Linked DNA regions of Anas platyrhynchos: region 2 is linked to region 1. A link is a contact called in public Hi-C data. All regions are on one chromosome and are shown on one strand. The core of a region is the stretch at or near the end of the contact, and the rest is flanking DNA. Distances in the headings are between cores, read along the strand shown.

What was found. A called contact is a pair of places that touch in the nucleus more often than the background predicts.
Region 2: a Hi-C map of subcutaneous adipose tissue shows a contact between it and region 1, with 2.3 times the contacts expected there. The contact joins two enhancer-like sites. A contact is called at or near these places in 2 of 8 Hi-C or Micro-C datasets (liver and subcutaneous adipose tissue).

Annotation. Positions count from the first base shown.
Region 1 is chr12:1,700,553-1,707,081 of IASCAAS_PekinDuck_T2T, reverse strand. CBFA2T3 (CBFA2/RUNX1 partner transcriptional co-repressor 3) reads right to left here. Exons shown (of 12, transcript XM_038185522.2): 2 at 348-494. Among named protein-coding and RNA genes, the nearest start is that of PABPN1L, 13 kb to the left of the region's middle. Within about 2 kb of position 3,126, at least 3 of the 8 cell types and tissues checked have an H3K27ac peak or open chromatin away from gene starts, as enhancers often do. A contact at or near this core is called in subcutaneous adipose tissue, where this site is marked.
Region 2 is chr12:1,762,509-1,769,037 of IASCAAS_PekinDuck_T2T, reverse strand. GALNS (galactosamine (N-acetyl)-6-sulfatase) reads right to left here. Exons shown (of 14, transcript XM_038185343.2): 13 at 2,851-2,968; 14 at 1-368. The coding sequence ends at 282. Among named protein-coding and RNA genes, the nearest start is that of APRT, 11 kb to the left of the region's middle. Within about 2 kb of position 3,172, at least 1 of the 8 cell types and tissues checked has an H3K27ac peak or open chromatin away from gene starts, as enhancers often do. A contact at or near this core is called in subcutaneous adipose tissue, where this site is marked.

The DNA of each region.
Region 1 (6,529 bases), core at 1,877-4,376:
ACCACAGCCAGCCGTGACACTGCCCCGCACCGCCCGGTGCCACACACACCCACGTGGCCGTGCCCAGCTCCGAGCCCTGCAGCCTCCTCCAGCTGCTCCGTGCTCCCGTTTGGTGACCACGCATCAGGAAACCAGGGCGTCCCTGTCCCCAAGCAACTCGCTGGGGACAGGCAGAGCCCACACACATCCCAAATCCCTTCTCCAGCACACCAACAAGGATCACCACCCCACGGCACGGCCAGCACCACGCAGCGCAACGAGGTCGCGACGGATCCCAAAGGCAGCACGTGGCCGAGGGAGCCGGGCAGCCCCCCTGCCCGCCGTCCCCTCCCCGTCCCCATACTCACTGGTGCTGGGCGTGAAGGAGGGGTGGCGCGTGGCTCCCTGCGTGACGGCCGGCGGCGGTGGCGGCATGCTGGGCGGCGTGGACCTGGGCTGCGTCTTGACGTCGGCCGGCGAGTCGGGCATGGTGGCGGCCCGCTTCGCCGCGGGATCTGCGGGGACAGGGCGCGCGCGGTGAGCGGGGCAGTGCCGCCGGGGACAGCCCCTGCCCGGAGGGTCAGGGCCTCGGGGACCTCGGGTGTCGCCGGTCCCCAAGTGGAGTGGGAGCGCAGGGACATGTGGGGACGGTGCCCGGTGCCCTGTGTCCCTGTAGGGTGGTGGGGACGGTGCCCTGAATCCTCCACGGATGTGTGGCACTGGAGAAGGGACAGGGCACGGCTCTGCAAGGTGTGAGCTCCACATCTTGCGCACAGCACAGCCCGGGCACATTATCACAGCATTATCACAGCTGCCATCCCTGCAAAGCCACCCGCCTGCCAGCAGCGACCTCGGGGATCCCGTGCCCAGGCTGCCCGCTAGCACCTCGCCAGCCCCAGGGCGATTGCGGGCATCGTGGTGCCGGGCAGGGATTGCGCACGGGCAGCAAATCCTGGGTGCACGATGGCTGGCACACGATGCTGCTCCCTGTGCCACCCACAGCCCAGAGGCTGCCGTGCCATGCTGTGCCATGCCGTGCCAAGTGGCCACGAGCACGCCAGCTGCACAGGTCTGTCACCATCCTGGCCAGGGTCCCCGCTGCACGCAGCGGGCTCGCCACCAGGCACGGCTGCTACCCACTCATCTAACGCGCACGCCTAATCCGCTGCAACTGTCGGGAGATTAATCGAGCCCGGCGAGAGCACATGGTCCGGGCTAAATAAAACCGGGGCCTCGTCCCGAGCAAGATGCTAGCAGGGCTCATCCTGCAGCTGATGCCACGTGGGGAGGAGTGGGGAGCCAGGAGGGCTGGAGGTCACCACCGCGGTCCCACGGCACCCCTGGCACCAAGTGAGTGTCCTTGGCTGGTGTGCAGGGCCATCCTGGCACTGCGTGCTGGGGTTTGCCTTTCTGCGCCCCCTTCTCCCTCTCCAGCCACAGGAGAAACCCCCAAGGCTAAACAGCACCTCTGCCACGGAGCAGCAGTTTGTTCGCGGGCTCTGCCAAAATAAACGGGATGCTTTGAAAAACACCTCTGCTTTTCCTCGCCACGGGGTTTGGGAACGGCTCCTCCAGGCAGGACAGAAGGGACTTGTTGGAAGATGCTGGGGGGGGGGACGATGCCAGGGGGTGCCTGGCTCGCACCCTGACCTGCAGCCTCCCTCCCACCTCCTGGGCCCGTTGTGTGGCTCTGCAGCTTTACGCCAGGTGTAACAGCCCCGGGGACAGCCCTGGCACGGGGGAGGCACGAGAGGTGGTGGGTCCAGTGCTTCGGACTGGAACCAGCTCTGGCTGCCCACATGGAGATGTGTCCGCAGGCTCACGAGGCTCCAGCACCAGAAGGGACGCAGAGCATGGGTTTTGTGCCCCGAGGACAAAAAGGGTGACAAGGAGAGGTCAGCCTGCAGCCCACATCCCACGCGTGCCCTCATGATGCTGCCAAGCCCAGCCCCTGCTGAGTGTCCCCAGGACGCATGGAGACGAGGGGGAGCCCTGGCACAGCCGGGGGGCTGCCATCCACGTGGCCCCCACGAGCCCACCACGAGGTGGGTGTGAGCGCAGCCAGTCCCTTCATCCACAGAGCGTGCAACAGGGCACAGCCAAACCCTCCTTGGCTCAGCACCCCCTGCCCCTTGGCAAAGCACGGATCTGGGCATCCTTCCCCTCAGCCAGCGTCCCCCCAAGCAGGGGCACGGCATGGAGGCCACGGGGCTCGTCCAGCTGGAGGAGAAGGTGGAGAGGTGGCACCCTGGGGACCCTGTGCCACGGCACCTGTACCACGCTCCCTGTGTGGATCTGGCTCCAAGGGGCTGCAGCAGAGGGGCCTGGCTCTGCCTGGGCTTGGGGGAAAAAGCACAAATCCGCTCATCCTGGCGCCGGCACGGCTGCTCCGCAGCTTCCCATCAGGAGGAAAGTCTCCACGAAGCTGAACAAACACCAGGGGAAACTGCGTCTGGGTGTGTTATTTCTCTCTCTCTCTCTCTCTTTTTTTTTTCCCTCCTCCATCTCTTGAAGCCATAAGTTTTTCCTGCTGCGTTTGCAATCCAAACACCGCCGCGCGGGCACAGGAGCAGGAGGCAGCCCCCGAAGTGCCGGATTTCTCGGTGCTGAAGCCCAGAAAAGCCCAAAGCAAACAGAGCCAGGCTGCAGGGACACCCGTGCGCCCCGGTGGCACCATCCCCACGGCGTCACACGTGCCAGAAGCAGGGCGCTGCCCCTCGCTTCGCCAAACCACCCTGGAAGCCCCAGCTTTTGCCTCCAGCCCCACGAAGCTCCTGTGAGGCTCTGAAGCACCGGTGACGGCAGCCTGGCCACGTCCTGCTGTCCTGCCACGTGTCCCTCTGTCCGTCCTGCCCTCCCCGTCAGCGGCAGGCGGTCGCCAGCCCGTGCCCAGGCTCTGCCCCCCGGCAGCGCCTCCGAGCGTGGCACCAATTCCCCGGCACCGCTCAAACTCTACTGGAATCCTTTTTTTTTTTTTTTTTTTTTCCTTTTTTTTTTTCTTTTTCTTTTTCTTTGGGGTAATTTGTCCCAGCCGCTCGGGGCTGTGTCTGTTTTCCTACATCTGGTTTCCATTAGGCCTGTGCAGCCCAGATGAATAAGTAATAATATAAAAATAAAAGGATTAGTATTTTCTCCTCCGCTGGCCGGAGCGGGGCCGTACCCCGCCCTGCCTCCCGGTGGGAATCAGATGCCGAACCCCACGCACCCCCCGACCCCGATTTGTCACACCGGAGGCCTTAACCCCCCACGTGCTGGCTGGGGACGGTGCCCACTGGTGCCACACGGCCACAACCGTGCCCACTGCCACCCCTGCGGGTGCCAAAGCAGGGCACCACGTGCGCCAGCCAGCTTCCCAAGCCTGGGGGTGCAAATCCCCCTGCTGTGCCCCCTGCTCTCTGCACCCTTTAGCCAGGCCTTGGGGTGGCTGGGGACAAGGACAGGGACATGCCAGTCCCTGTGTGGCTGCGTGGCACCCAAAGGCAGTGCCCGCTCTGCTCCCGTGGGCACGGAGCCATCCCGGTGCAGCAGCGGCTGTCGGAAAGCTCCGGCTGCCTGCGAGCCTCCCGGCGAGGCTTTGCCATCGAGGAAGGGGTTAAAAGGGAATTAAAAGAACAGCATCCTTCATGCTCTCCAAATGGCCACAAATGAAATCCAGATGCTGGAGGCGACGTCTCCCCGAAGCCAGGCTGCCTCCCAAACAAAGGAAAGCATTCCTGCTGCTCAGCTGCTGGTGCCACGGGGGCCAAGAACAACTCCCTGATAAGATCGCGAGGGCCGGAGCCTCTCCATCTGGAGCGCGTTAGGGCAGCTCTCCGCGCCGGCAGCCGGGCGGCCGCGCTCCCACGTGTGCGAGCCGGGCACGGGTGGGGGGGAACCGCAGGGCGCCGGCGCCCCCGAGCTCCGTCCAGCACCCCCGGGTGGGCGCACGCGGCGCCAGCCACCCCGGTGCCTTCCTGGCGCAAAGAACGGGGGTGTTATGGGGGTGCCCGTGCCCCAAATCCCAGCGTGGGCACCCCAAGGAGCCGTGGCGCACGGGCTAAACCCTCCCCAGCACCCTGCTGTCAGCTCCTGGGGACATCCCCAGCGTGGGGAAAGGTCCCCACCCCCGGGACATGGTGACGATGGCAGGCAGCTGGTGGGGGAGGACGTGGCTCCCCCCAAATTGCGCATGAAGGGGAGGGAAGCGGGATGGTGGTGTGCCAGAAGGGTGCTGCGCAACTCCAGGCCTATCACACAGCCACGGCCGGGGTGTCCCACGTCCCCAGGGGGCTTTGGAAAGAGGTGAGGGGGTGGAGAAGGAGCAGCAGCTGGGGCTGGAGCCGAGGGGCGAAGGAGAAAATGGGGACACCCCACACGGCTCCCACCACCCCACACAGGTGGCACCGGTGTCTCCTCCTCGCTCTGACAACTTTGTGAGGTTTCCCTGAAGCAGCACATTTTGGGGAGCCGGGCTGCAGGGTGCGGGAGGAGTTGGGGTGGGGGGGCGAAGCGACGCAAGCCCCAGCACCAGTCAGCACAAATGAAGCCTTTTAAAAGGAAATCAAATTAATTAAAGCCTCTGCAGAAGATGTAAACGAAACCTGGCCTCTGGCAGCTCCAGGCCCAGCGAGGCACTTGCAGGCGCCCTGCAAACGGGGAGCTGTGGCTGCAGAGCCACCGCCGCCAGGAAGCCGGGCAGCACCCGGCACTGCGGGCACCCCACGGTGCTCGGGCATCCCCTGCTCTCAAAGATGCTCACACCACGGGCAGCACACTCCCTGCTCCCCCAAAATCCACGCCATGCACCACGCCGTGCAGCCGGTGAATTTGGGGATCCCTCGCCCATGGGTGCCCTGAGCCATGCCCCAACCTGGGACACTTCCAGCCACCCCACACGGGGAGCACGGTGGGTTTCCCTTTGCCACATCCCAATTTCCTTCCCTCTCCCTGCAGCCCCTGGCTGGGTGGGCACCGCAGAGGTGCCCGCGCTCCCCGGGGAATCAGGGACCCCAGAGCCCTGCCCGCTGCCCTGAGCAGCACCCCCGAGGACCTGCAGCCCCCCCAGGGCCACAGCCATCAGCTGCCGGTCAGCTGGAGCCAGGGTGGAGGGAGAGGGAGGGAGAGGGAGGTTATTCTGATTTTCCTCAAAAAAAAAAAAAAAAAAGGGAAAAAAAAAAGCCCTCTCTGTTTTACAAGCCTTCATTTGCTATTGTTTATGTAAACAGGTAAATTGTTTCGTATCTCAATTAAAAACATCTGCCACATAAATGAATACCAATTAACTCATCCTGTTTTTAATTACTCTGTTAATTACACACAGGCAGCAAAAAGGATGGCAGGGGAATAGGGAAAGCATGCTTACAGCCCCCCCCCCCCCCCTTCCCACCTTGCTCTTGGCAAGGATCCGAAATATGCCCAGATAATGATGGATTAAGGTGGCTGGTGAAAACAATGGCTCGTCGCCAGCTCCGGGGATTTCGGCTCCCTCCCCGCCCCCGGCCGGGCGCCTCACAGGGGTATTTCCCGTTGCCCTCCCCATGACGCCCCCCATTTTGGGAACCCCACCAGAGGTGTCTGCATCGCCCCGGGACCGCGGCACAGCCTGGCCACCTCTCCCGGTGCCGTCCCCACAGCGCATCCCCGGGTGACAGCAGCCCCCGGAGCCACACGGCCACTTGCAGAGGACTCGTTGCCCGCGCACCGTGGACCAAACACCCCCTGGGTGTGCCCACGATGCCCACGGGGCGAGCACCATCCTGCAGCCCGGCCGTCCCGGCAGCGATCGCCGGGTGACCCTCGTGCCGTCAGCTGCGCCGGCCTCGCACCCCCCCACCACCCCTCCTCCTTTCCCCGGCTGCGGGAAGCTTTCCAAGCAAGCAGATGGGGCAGGGGGAGCCGCGGCGGCGAGGAGGAGAGCAGAAAAGGCTATTTTCTCACGCTACATATTTTACAAGTCGAACATTTTGTGCAGTTCAGCCTTGCCTGTAAAACCGTCTCGGGACCGAGCGCCGGGGCGCAAGAGCCGACGGCGGCGTGGGACAACACCACCGGGCAGCCCGAGGCAGAAAAGCCACGAGTGGGGTCCCAACGCCCCCTCCCCATCTTTCCGAGTAGGGGACTCGCTCCCCAGGTGCTGGGGGAGCACAGGACGGATCCTGGCCCATGACCATGAGCCTTGTGCCTGCCCCGTCCCACCAGCAGCTCGCGGGCGCGGGAGGAGGTGGGCACGCACACGCCCTCGCTGCTCCCCAGCTGTCCTGCGCACCTGGAAATTAAATATGCTCTCTAAACACGGCGAGCAAACAGAGGGCTTGTGCACCGGGCTTTGCGTGGGCACACAGGGCGGCGCGAGGCTCGGGGCTGCCCTGCTCTGCGCACACATCCTCCTTGCAGCAGCGAGCGGCGCGCCATGAGGCCACCAGGCCACGGCGTCCGTGCCGAAAGGGCGACCGATCCGGTGACGAGCTGCAGGAGGGGCACCCCAAAACCAAAGCCATGCACTCCTCGAGCAGGCAGAGCCCCGAGCTAAAACGCTCCGTGACATTTTTGCAGCCACGTATGCACAGGGACA
Region 2 (6,529 bases), core at 1,923-4,422, 62 kb before region 1:
AGCAAAGTTGTGCTTGTCCAGAGAGCTTTTAGAGTTGAAGTAGTCTTCACTGAGAATTTACCATTTACGGAAAGAACTAAAACAAGAGAGGAGTACAGGCTAAACCCTGAGCACTAGCAGTATAAACACTGGCCCTTTTGGAAGAGCAAATGATGATATCACACATACATCACACCCTTCCTGTGTAAACAGGAGTGCCAACATGAGAAGACATGCATTGTAAATGCCGTGTCCAGCTGGTTATGGCTTTTCTGAGTAGCTCCTGAGGGCTGCATAAAAGGTCAATGAGGCCAAAAGCACTTCTTAGGATTCGACTCGGGTGGTTGCAGGCACTTCCCTAGTTTCTCACAGCCTGGGGGAGACCAATTCTGTTAGAAACAAACAAAATATAGAGAAAAATGAAGTCAAATGTTATATCAAGTATGTGCTAAGCCCTGTACCCTAAGTGACCCCTTTCAGTTCATCATAAGATGCTCTTATGTCCTCCTTGAAAGACAAAACCCATCTCACAACTGATGCTGCTGGGCTCATCACATTTCCAACTCCAAATCCTGTTCACAAAGGCTTTAGGAAGGACTACAAATGGTTACACAGCAGATGATTCCCTTTGCTGGGGTACCGTGGGCTCTCCTGTACCAATGCAGCCTGCCAGGACTCTGGGGATTTCCTCTCTTTCTTGTAGGAGCAAACAGATCACGAGGTTTTGGTGGAACTCTGTTTTCCCATTCTGCCTTCGGAAATCTTTTATGGTTTTTCTCTGACCCTCTTCCTCTCCAGGTCTACCCATCCACGGGCGAGTTTTATCACTACTAAAGCTCCGTTCAGCCCCGACCCATCGCCTTCTATTTATTTTTTCAAGTCATTTATGTTTGCTTGGAATTAAATTCCTACGGAGGGAAAGGAAAGCTTAACCCCAGAAAAAATACAGGAGCAGGTTTCTGTTCCCTCTAGCTGACAACAGATGGCAGTGAGACACCAGCTATCTGCCAGGCACAGCAGCACACAGCGGAGATCTGGCGGAAGGGCTTCAGATGATTCAGGAGCAATTAATGCTGATTTCGAACTCTGCTCCTCAATTTTAAAATGCGCAAGCACCACTGGGAATTTCAGGTGCTTGACCACTCTGTAGAGGCAACAGAGATTCAAAGAAACAAAGAAAATATTGATTTTTTGGGGGGAAAAAACAGACTGCATCTGCTTCAGTTTCGCAGTCTAAGTCAGTTTTCGTGGATCAGGGCTGTAAGAGCCCCAAGGAGCTCCATCTCCACTGCTGGTGGGCTACACTATGGATGGGCCAGCAGAATTTCAATGACGTTTTGGGGCATGGCTTTAAGAAGTGATGGTTACATCCCAGCACCTCCCAAAGACAGGTTTAGGGTCCAGCCAACCCCACCAATCCTGGTACTCCAAGAAGATTTGGTTACCTTTAATTCTGGTCTCAAAAGGCAGACAATAATTTGGTGCCTGTTTATTTTAGTTTTGTGACTGCGTCATCGGCCAATTAGAAGTGTACGTTGAATAGAAAATTTGTGACCTAAAAAAGCTTCCTGCTGAGATTTGAACATTTCTATCAAGATTAGAGCATCACCCAGCCCACTGGGGAGGGCTCTCCCCCTCAGACAGCCTGAATGACCTGGTTTGATGCAGTCATTAACCTCTTTTGCTTATAAATGGCAGGTACGACTGGCCGAGGCTCAGCCAGGACATTCCCACAGCCAAAGCAGAAGAGGCAGCTTGTGGTCTGCTGAGAGGAAAAGGCAAAACTTCGGCCCAGCTGAGAAAAGAACCAGGTATGTTCAGGGAGAAAACTGACCGTCAGCAGCCCCAAACTGAGAGCTGGGGGTTTGGGGTGAAGTCCAGGAGATGTTTAGTGTAAGCCTACACTTTACAAAGCAGTTTTGGAGCTGGAGTCCGCCCAGAAGAAATGCCCTTCCAGTTAGGGGCTCTGGCAGGCACTGGGGAGAGTCCCTGAACCCAGAAAGGTGCACAGAACAGTGTTTGTTAAGGGAAATGTTGAATAACAAAATAACACAGGAACAATGGTACTTCAAATCTTTTTTGCTGCTTAACATCCAAAAATAAAAGATGTTACTAAACTAAAAACATCCAAAAATAAAAGATGTTACTGAACTTAAAAAAGATCTTTGCCTTCTTACTGAACAGACAGCTCCACATTTTGCACTTTTCTATCTGGCTGGAGACAGACCCCAAGCAGCAGGTACTCACTGTTTGTTTGAGGAGATTATTTCGGTGTCAGGAAGCCTGTTACTATTTGGTGTCAGTCTTTACAGGCACATCCCCTTAAAACCACACAACCTCTTGTCATCCGACAGCTTTATCTCCTATGGACCAGCCAGGTTTTTTCCAGGTTCACAACAAAGCGAGTGGCGTTTGATAGGAAAGGTAAACTGTGACTTTCCAGTGTTTAATTCAAACTGGACTGCAGAACTGCAAACGCTTTTGGCCTGCTTCAAGCCAGAAGCACTTGGGAAAAGACAGGCACAGGTGGACTTGGAGAGGACTGAGCTACACCAAAGATACTCGCTGATACAGCACAAAAAAAAGACAAGAGGCTCTGTCTCAGTCCCACCACTTGAAATGTAGAGGACTTGTGAGATTTGCAGAGGGGGGACTAGAAAGGAGAAGTATCTGCAGTTGTCCATGCTGTGATATCTCGAAGGAAGTCACAGTTTATCACGGCGTGCTGATGGATTTAGCAGACACTGCCCAGCCCTCCCCTCTGTGCAAGGACAGCCTCCTTCTTCTCCATCCCTTCCCGACAGCAGGTGACGTTTTTAAGTGCAAAATATAATTTAAGAGGAGATTTTTTTGGATGTTTTAGCTACTCACCATGACGGCCTTGTCGCACACGTTGAGCTGTGGCACTCCTGGCACCATGGTCTCCTTGTGCTGCTGCACCACGGCAGAGATGCGCTCCATAACTCCTTGGTATTCTTCACTGGCAAAACTAGAACGTGAACAAATGATGGAAGTTATTAGCGGGGCTTCCAGAATGCAACTGTTTGGAGACAGAGCGTTGTTAAAGCGTCCACACCGCTCAGCTACGTCAGCCTTTTTCTGGACCATAGCAAAAGAGGAGAGCCTGTAAACATGCAGCCGACGCTAACCGCCCACGGGTCCGTGGGGGAATGAAGCATCTGAGCTGGCAAAATCCATCCTGGCTGGGCTTGGAGGCTGCAGGGATGAGCTGCCCAGCCCGGGGGAGCACGGCACAGAGGCACGTGGCTCCCCGCGGATCACCAGCCTGGGGCTTCAGCTTGGAAATCTGCCTGCCCCACGGCCCCAAATGCCTGATTCCCTGGGGGATGCCATTAGCAAGGAAGGGTGTTGGGGTTGTGCCACATGTGAGGTCACCCAGTTCTGGATGTTTTCACCCTCCACACTCTTTCGAGGGCTTTTCTGTAGCATGGAAGCATTTAGGGAAGGGAGTCAATGTCAATACTTGGTTTTTCAAGAGTGCTCTTAAGCAAAGGCTTTCAAACGCAACCACCCATTAGCCAGTAAAACTTCACAATCACCGAGTAAAAAGAACTAACATTATGCAAACAGGAAGATGGAGAAGAATAGAAGTTATTTGTCCAAGACAAGAATACCTCCTCCGTTTCGCAACATCCACCCCGGGGTTCTGCCCCTCTACATTCTTCCATCTCGGCTTTATTATTCCAAGCTGGGACCCATCTGTCATGCTCCAAGCCCTCATACCACGTTATAAATTACCAGATTTGTATCCAAACTCTTACCCCGGTAGGCACTTGTTTAAGCAGTTCGGGGTGTACTCCGCTCATATTTCAAGTATTCCTAAAACGGAGGCCGGCTACCCAATGATCTCATTTTGCCCATCACGTTCGGAGCCACTTCAAAAACAGAGAGCGGCAAATTGCTTCTGAAGATAAAAGAGGAACAATGCAGCCTGGTCCTGACCTCAGGCTCCCTTTGCTTCCAGTCCAAGCTGGCCACCAGCCCCGTACTCCAGCTAATTTCCTTCTTTAAAAAACAATCACATTTCGAAGCCCAGTAATGTGCCAACAGTTTCCAGTAAGCCCTATAAATATCGCATCTCGGCAGCCATCCAGGGAGAAGCTGATTGCGGGGATGGGCCTGAGCTTTGCTGATAGAGAAGCGGAAGGGAATTGGAAATGACAACCTCGAGCAAACAAAGCTGTTGCTCTCACACCCAGCTGGCTGGATCCTGGTGGAGAGGCGATCACCAGGATCAGATCCCCGTGGATCACCCTAAAAGATTCCTGCTGCGAAGCTCCCGAATTTGCGCGCTCCTCTTCCCGTGCATCCCATACCTCAGCTCCCACGGCAGGCAGCTGAAAAAAGGAGGGCTGCAGAAGTTTGGGAGCTGCCAAGGACCATCTGTGACTCACGCCCTTGCTGAGGACACTCGAGGCAGCAGTGGCTTGGCTCAGCGAGGTGGGAGCGTTGCATCCTGGTGGCACAGTGGCCTTTCAGCTCGGCAAGATTTTATCTGGCAGCCCTGCGCTCGCGTTTCAAGCACGCAGGATTGCCAGCGCAGCAGCACGCTTGGGAAAAAAAAAAAAAATCAAAACAGATCCTTCAAAGAGGCGGAGAGCATTTCGAGCTAACCCTTGGTGACACACAGAGGACGGCCAACAGGGGAGAGCCTGCGTGCAGAGAGAAAAGGCAACAAAGGCAGGCACGCCGAGGGAGCGTACCCAAAACCAGGGCGAGTACCAGGGGTGCACGCAGCGTGTTGGACATGGGAGCTGCAGCCTGCTCTGCTCAGACCGGAGGAAACGGGGGTGTCATGGGCTTTATTTCAGAGCCTACATGCTCAAGGGACAAAACGTGGCTTAGGGAGACACGCGTGCTGCAGCGTTTTCAGATTTTCTAACGCACTTACTGTTTTGGGGTTGGGAAGCTCTTCCAAGCCCTAGCTAATCACACTTCATTAAAATCCTCGTATTAAGGATTAATGTGAATTAATACAGACTTCAATCAATTGTTAGAGTCTAACAGATATCTGATCAGTTAATGCCTTCTGCTGTTGCTCTTGTAGCCACCTAACGTGTTTATTTTTGTCACATACTCGTGTCATCTCTCCAGCGTTTAAGATCTTCTTTTGGAAGTGGACCCATCAGATACTGTTGCTGCTAACTAATTAAGCTCCACAGCATCTTTGCAAATATTTAAGTGCTAAAGAGCCCAATTTCATCCTTCGAAAGGGCTTTTCATACATACGAGTCCAAATTAGCTGTAATCTGGACAGACCACTGGAAAACACAGCTGTGGTCTGGATGAACGATAAACAATATGTTGTCATGACTGCTGGTTTTTGCTCCAAATATGCCAGTCCTGTTGCAGTGAAAAAAAAAATACATATATCTTTTTGCTGTAATCTTGAATACCGCATTTATCCACAGCATTGTTGCTCATTAGCAACCTAAGCCACGTGAAGGCTGCAGCATAACAAAGTAGGCTCACGTCATTTAAATCAGCCTCTTGCTTTAATTCCTATGTTGGGGATGCTCCTGGCTGTTTCAGCCAGCTCAGCAGCGACAGGAAATCTTGGCCTAACCTCAGCTCCTGGTGGTTTTGAACTGCTCTCCCCTGCAGCTCCTCCACTCTTAGATTATTTGAGCATTTAGCATAGGCTGAATGACTTCCCCAAAGCATGCTGGAAATGGCTTGGCACGTAGAAAAGACTTGCACTTCTCACATAAGCACAAAGCTGGCTCAAGCTAAAGAACATGTATAGATTATGCTCCGAGTCACACTGCTAACCTATAAACCTTGTCTCAGCAGGGCTTAACGTGCTCTTAAGCTGACTAAACCTGTTGACACTAGCTTAAAACCTATCCGATTGCAGCTGTCTTCCTGGTGTCCGAGTACACAGCGGCGACAGAGTGTGCCGTAAGGTGTCATTCAAGGCTGGGAGATCACCAAAAATTGGCTTCAGATGGCTCAGTTAATCACAGGAGCTGTGCCTCTCACCCAGAGGCACGTCTGGTCTCCGATTCCTGCAGGATGGCACTCACCCGAGGCTTGAATTCACAGTGACACCGGAGCCAGCATCGTGACCAAACAGTGCTGGTGGCTGTTTTTGCTGTTGAAGGATCACAGCACTCGGAGGGTCCCCGTTCCTCACTCTGCAGAGCTCGGATCTTGCTCAGACCAAGCTGTTCAGCTCCACAACGCCCCACAAGCCCCAACATCCATGCAATGTTCTGTGAATTATTTACTGACTGCATGCAGTGGGTTAAAGCTGTCTCCAGCCCTATGAAAGAAACGCGTTTCACGACAAAATCTGCAGGGGAAGAACGCCTTTAATCTGCATGTAAGATGGGGATAATTGCTTCATGGTAATCAGTCTGAGTTGTTAATGGAGACGAGAACCTCTCCTCTCCTTACACCAGAGCCCCATCCTTTCCTTGAGTGCATACGAACTGCAAGGGCAGGGCTTGCTGCATTCTCCACGACAAGAAAAGATAAAATTCTCTATACAGGTGTTCAGGCATTATTGCCTGAGCGAGGATCCAGA